Regions from separate parts of the Sus scrofa genome. Here region 2 is linked to region 1. A link is a contact called in public promoter capture Hi-C data. All regions are on one chromosome and are shown on one strand. Each heading gives the region's core, a stretch centred on a gene start, on an enhancer-like site or on the middle of the called end of the contact. The rest is flanking DNA. Distances are from core to core; before and after follow the strand shown. Region 1 holds the start of DROSHA (ribonuclease 3). Region 2 holds the start of TARS (threonine--tRNA ligase, cytoplasmic).

Evidence for each region. Promoter capture Hi-C pulls out the DNA fragments that hold promoters and counts their contacts.
Region 2: a promoter capture Hi-C map of liver shows a contact between it and region 1, with 5 times the contacts expected there. The contact joins the promoter of TARS here to the promoter of DROSHA in region 1. A contact is called at or near these places in 1 of 5 promoter capture datasets (liver) and 1 of 2 datasets of contacts at active chromatin or transcription factors (alveolar macrophages).

The regions. Positions count from the first base shown.
Region 1 is chr16:17,846,532-17,849,231 of Sscrofa11.1, forward strand. DROSHA (ribonuclease 3) reads right to left here and starts at 1,423. Exons shown (of 35, transcript XM_021077126.1): 1 at 273-1,423. C16H5orf22 (UPF0489 protein C5orf22 homolog) reads left to right here and starts at 1,741. Exons shown (of 10, transcript XM_003359737.4): 1 at 1,741-1,932. The coding sequence starts at 1,852.
Region 2 is chr16:19,454,035-19,456,734 of Sscrofa11.1, forward strand. TARS (threonine--tRNA ligase, cytoplasmic) reads left to right here and starts at 1,260. Exons shown (of 20, transcript XM_021076644.1): 1 at 1,260-1,473. The coding sequence starts at 1,417.

The DNA.
Region 1 (2,700 bases), core at 173-2,672:
TCCTCCACTACCTTCCCCATCAAGCGCCTGTCACCTACGATTTTCCCTGTTGCCTAATCAAACAAAGTACTACCACCAAGCTTGTTCTTTGTTCCCGCTCTTCTAAAACCTCCTACCTGATGATTTGCCCATTGAATTTCTAGCCCTCTACCTAGGTCAGATGCCACCTCTTTTCTTCTGTAATGCCTTTCTTAGTTCCCTTTAGGAAGTAATCCCATTCCTTCTAGACTCCTGTTACTCTCAGTCTGTACTTACTTCTTTATAGCACTTACCAGAGACTTCCTCATATTATAGCCATGTGTGCACATGTCTAACTCCTCCACTAGATTATTAGCTCCTTGATGGATTGGATTATTGATTCATAGTCATTTCTGAATCCTTCACAGGCCCTGGCAGAGTATCCTGCACATAGTAGGTGATCAATAAATGTTTACTGTCTCACTAATGGTATGTTTCTAGGTTGCTACTGTACATTTCCACACTGCATATATCTGCAACAGATGTGCATTACCAAAACCAGACAAAAGCACGTCTTTTCACTGATTCATGCAACACTTAGTGAGCCTACACATGTCACAAGCCCTGAGCACTCAAAGATGAGTAAGATACATAACCTGGATTACTTATTAAGCTCAGAATCCGCATACAGATACATTAAATATATGTATTAGGATAAACCCAAGAAAAGAGATATGCACAGGGTCTAGGGAACAAAAAAGTGTACTGAATCTAGAGGTGGGCAACAAACAGGATCAACAACACTCTTGAACAGTGTGTTCAGACTGCTGTTGAACACTCACTATCAGATCCTTATGGATGATTTTAAAGATAGAATACCTGAAAACCCTAATTATGAAATCAACTATTAAAGGCATGGTTAGGCTGTATTGTGGATGCAAACTTTAATTCAAATCAAGGACCTCACTGCAACTGGAAAATTATTTTCTGCGTCTGCCTACTCCTAAGTTGCTGTTTCGAAGCAGAGAAACTTAGGGAGCTGTTTTGCATAGTTAACACATCCAGGAACATCGGTCCATGTAAGAAAGGGTTGCAAAGTGTGACTACGTTTTTAGTAACACCCTCTCTCCCTGAGTTGAATCTGCAGGCTGGTCATCTTCGTCTAACTGATCTGTAATTGCATGTTTCCCCTGTTTACATCTCCCGCCAGACTGTGAGCCCCACGAGGTAAGCTCCTGGTCTCCCCTCCGACACCCGGGCGGCCCCAGGCCTGGACCACCGCATGCGCTCCACAATGAATGAAAGGTCTCCTTCTTCACTCCTATTTATTTGTGGGATCTGGGCCTAGGGTCGCTTTTTGCTCTTAGCGGTAGCTCTGAAGAGGGACTACCCTATCTAACTCCCAGGAGCCTCTCGCCCCAGCCCCGGACTCCAGCCCGGTTTAAATCCGGACACTCCAAAACACTCCCTCTTCCAACACCCTCAAACTGCCCCTTTTACCTACAAGAGGCTCTCGGGATCTCCGTCAGAGCAAAGCCAGACTTATATAGCGGAGCCGCCAAGACCTTAGCGCCGCCTGCGCCTCCGGAACAGGAAACCGAGAGAATTAAAAGCAAACCTGAAAGCTGGACCACAGTAGGGAAAGCTCCTGGACTCGCCGCAGCGCCTTGTGCGCAGTGATTGGCGCATCAATAAGAGCGACGGAAATCTAAGCCAATCGCCTTCGTCAAGCCCTCCGGTGCTCTCCCCCTGCCCCTTACGTTCTCCAACCCGGAACCGCAACCGGGTGAGCGCGCGTTTCCACCCGGGAGTGGAGGCAGGGCCACAGCTGCGGCAGGCCGGCGTCTTCGCACTGAGCTTCAGGCTCGCTGAGACGCTTCCCCGCGCGAAAACATGAGTGACTCCGCGGGAGAGCGCCCCCGGCTCCGGTGCTACCCGGAGCTCCCCGTTTGGGTGGTGGAGGATCATCAGGAGGTGAGCGGGTGGCTGCCGGACGCTGGGGCAGAATCGCCCGAGGACTTAGGGAGCGGCGGAGCCTCGGCCTCGGAGGCCAGAGAGATGACGAGAATTAGTAATTCACTCGAATTGCATTGCTGTGGGGGAAACACCAAACGGGCTAGCTTGGAAGAGTAGGCGCAGACGTTTATGCAGTGCCCGGCAGCTCATTTAACCCCCGCGGTTTGTTCGAAATCCCACAACACTTTAGCAAACTAGTGGTGTCAGGATTCGAACGTGGGCGGTCGAACTACAGAGCCCGGAGTCCTTAACCTGCACTTTAACGCAGATTTCTTTACTGTCTCCTGGCATCTCCATCACAGCCCTGCTGTGTAAGGGGGAAGCTTTTTGTTAAGAATGTGAACTGTCATCTGTGACGTGGGTACTAAGTGTTGCTCATTCATAAGTCCTTTAGGAGTATTATTGTGTGCAGAGTGCGTGCCTAAATCTTTTAACACCGCATTTATAAACATTAAAGATATTTTCTGTATCTGTAGTATTGCTGCTTTAGGATACCTGTTGTAATCTAGACTTCCGAAAGCCTTCGAGAGTCCCATGGATCTAAGTCTTTTTTCTTTCTTTTTTTTTTTTTTTTTTTTTTTTAATAGCAGTAGTATGTCTTGAGAGTTCTCTGGATATTAAAGAGGAAGAGGGTGATTCCAGATTTGTGGATGGAAAAAGATAAGAGAATAAAAAGGAAGTTGGATTTCTGGGGACCTAGATGTAGTGCATATGGATCTGGGAGAA
Region 2 (2,700 bases), core at 10-2,509, 1.6 Mb after region 1:
AGACAGCTGCAGGAAGATCTAACAGGGAGACTTGCTCCATTCAGTAAGGGTCAAGAAATGGTTCCCCTAAGACAACAATTCTTGAGAGCTAACATAGGTGCAAAGTAGGCAAAAAGCATGTGGAGCAGGAAGAGATAAGGATGGGGAGAATAAACTCTGCAGGTACAAAAAAAACCTGTGGGAGCACACCTGAGAAACAGTAAGATCACTCGTTCACTGCATGGTGAAGTGAAAAAGTTGGGCAGTCAGAGGCCTTCAAAGCTTTGGCTATTTTTATACTGAAAGTCCCTTGAAGAAGAGTTTTAAGCAAGAGGTTGTCATGATCATATTTGTATTGTATTCTGGTGCCATGTGAAAAATGAATGCAGAAAGTCGGGTCAGGAGGCTATTGGTTATTGATCTTCACGGAAGGACGACCCTGAAGGTGTCAAGTTGTCAAGGACTGATATTTATAAAGTAAAATCTATAAAACCTGGTGATGGAGTAAGTTGGTGATGGTCATAAACTATAGACGAACTCACTGCACTTCTGATTTCAAATTAGTAACGGTTTTCAATTGGCTGGTAAAATAAATGAAAGTAGACCAGGAGATTCGAAACACTGAGACCTCTACGGGAGAATCCGTGGAGTCGGAGTGGTTATTTCCTTAATTGAAAGTTTCACTGCATGTTCAATGCTTTCTGATGCAATATAGGTAGGCGGTGACATGTACTAATGAACTTCCGAGCAAAGGCGCTCGTTCCTGGATCACCAAGGCCTGGGTCTTGGGAATCCTGAATTGCAGTGAGGAGGGTTCACTCGATTCACTGCCACAGACTTGGGATCCCTGAGAAGTCTCCAGAACTCAGCAGTCAGGCCAGGTCAGGCGACGCCGAAGCTGCAGGGAACGCTGGCCACTCTTCCGGAGTCCGGCCCCAGCGGCAGGGATGATATTCAGGTGGCCGAGACTTCCCGGAAACTTAAACTTAGCTCCTCTCTCTCGCTACGGTGGCCGAAAAGGCCCTAGAATAATAGGTCGAGTCACCGAGTCACCCAGAAGAAGGCGCAGGCGCACTGCGGACTTCTAGGATCTGGGAAAAGCCGGGTACCCTGGGAAAAGCAGGCCTGCGGGTTTAACGTCTGCAGTTTCTTCTCCTGCCCCTGCCTCACTCTGATTTCTTAGAAGGACTATAGCCCGACAAGCTTTTTCATTGGTTTAGAGAAAGGAGGGCCCGCCATTCCCCCTTGTCGATTGGCTGCCGCTTCTCCCGTCAAGTTAGGAGGCGGAGTTTGGGCGCTTTCCTATTGCATCAGCTGGCACGAGTGGCGCAAGCAGAGGATTTCCGGGCGTTCAAGCCCAATTCTATCTGTCGTCCACTCTCCTGTGCAGCCTATCGTTTTGGATTTTTTTTTTTTTTTCTTTGGGGTGATTTGCCGATGTCTGAGGAGAAAGCCCACAGTCCTTCAGGAAAGATGGGAGGCGAGGAGAAGCCGGTGAGTGGGCAGAGTAGAGCCTGGAGGTTGGGCTGGGCTCTCCCGGTACCCACGTTGCTTTACCGGGGAGCCAGGGGTGGAGGAAGTGGCCCCGGTCGTGTAGGGGGTGCGGTGTAGGGGGGTGGAGGAGTCCGAGAGGGGCAATGGAGCTCCTGAGTAAGTCAGGGCCTCCTTTGGCGAGGAAACTCAAATTCATACAGTAGAGCGAGGCCTTGCAGGTCTTTTCAGGGTCCATTCTCTTTTGTATATGAAGAAACTGAGATCTTGAGTGTCTTGCTTTGAGTCACACAACTAACTAGAAGCCGAAGACAGAATTAGAGTCTAGGGCTCCGGACAGACTCCTAGACTCCTGTCTTTCGCTCACCATAGTTGGGAAGAATGTTGCAGGGCCTCGTTTAATTCTAAAACCGCGTAGGGGTAAGATCCCCAGTTTAAGGAAGGGAAAGCCTAGTCACCGAGACCTGGTCCAACTTGCTCAAGCTTTGGGTGGTTTATAATAAGTGATGGAGGCTGGGTGACCGCAGCTGACAAACTCTAGAGAAGTTACACACTTCCCTGCTTGGTGCTGGAGGCAATACTTAGCCCATTCGCAAAAGCTCAACATTTCAGCTCTGAACTTTCCCTTTAGTATCAGGAACATCCTCAGTCTGTTCTGTGTACCATTTTAATGTCCCTGGGCTGTTCTACTTAACGGCTGTGCACACATGGGGAATTATCTACTTTCTTTCAGCCACTATTCTCATTTGTAAAATGGAGAGGTATTTTGAAGACATAAAAGCCTTGGTGTTAATTCTCTCCTTTTCCATTACTTCTGTTCTTTTAGCAAATACCCATAGGATCAAAATCAAAAACATTTAATCAGGAAAATAGAATTATTTAATTATCTTTCCATTTTAAATTTTCACTGACAGACCTGCAATTAATTTTTCCCCTTCTTTTTACCTGATATGGCTAATCCTATAGTATTTTTTTTAATTTTTTTTTTTTTTTTTGTCTTTTTAGGGCTGCACCCGCAGCACATGGAGGTTCCCAGGCTAGGGGTATAATCAGAGCTGTACCTGCCGGCCCCTGCCACAGCCACAGCCATGCCAGATCCAAGCCACCCCTGCAGCCTACACCACAGCTTGCAGGCAACGTAGGATCCTTAACCCACTGAGCGAGGCCAGGGATCGAACCTGCAACCTCATGGTTCCTAATCGGATTCTGGGTTTCTGTTGCACCACAGTG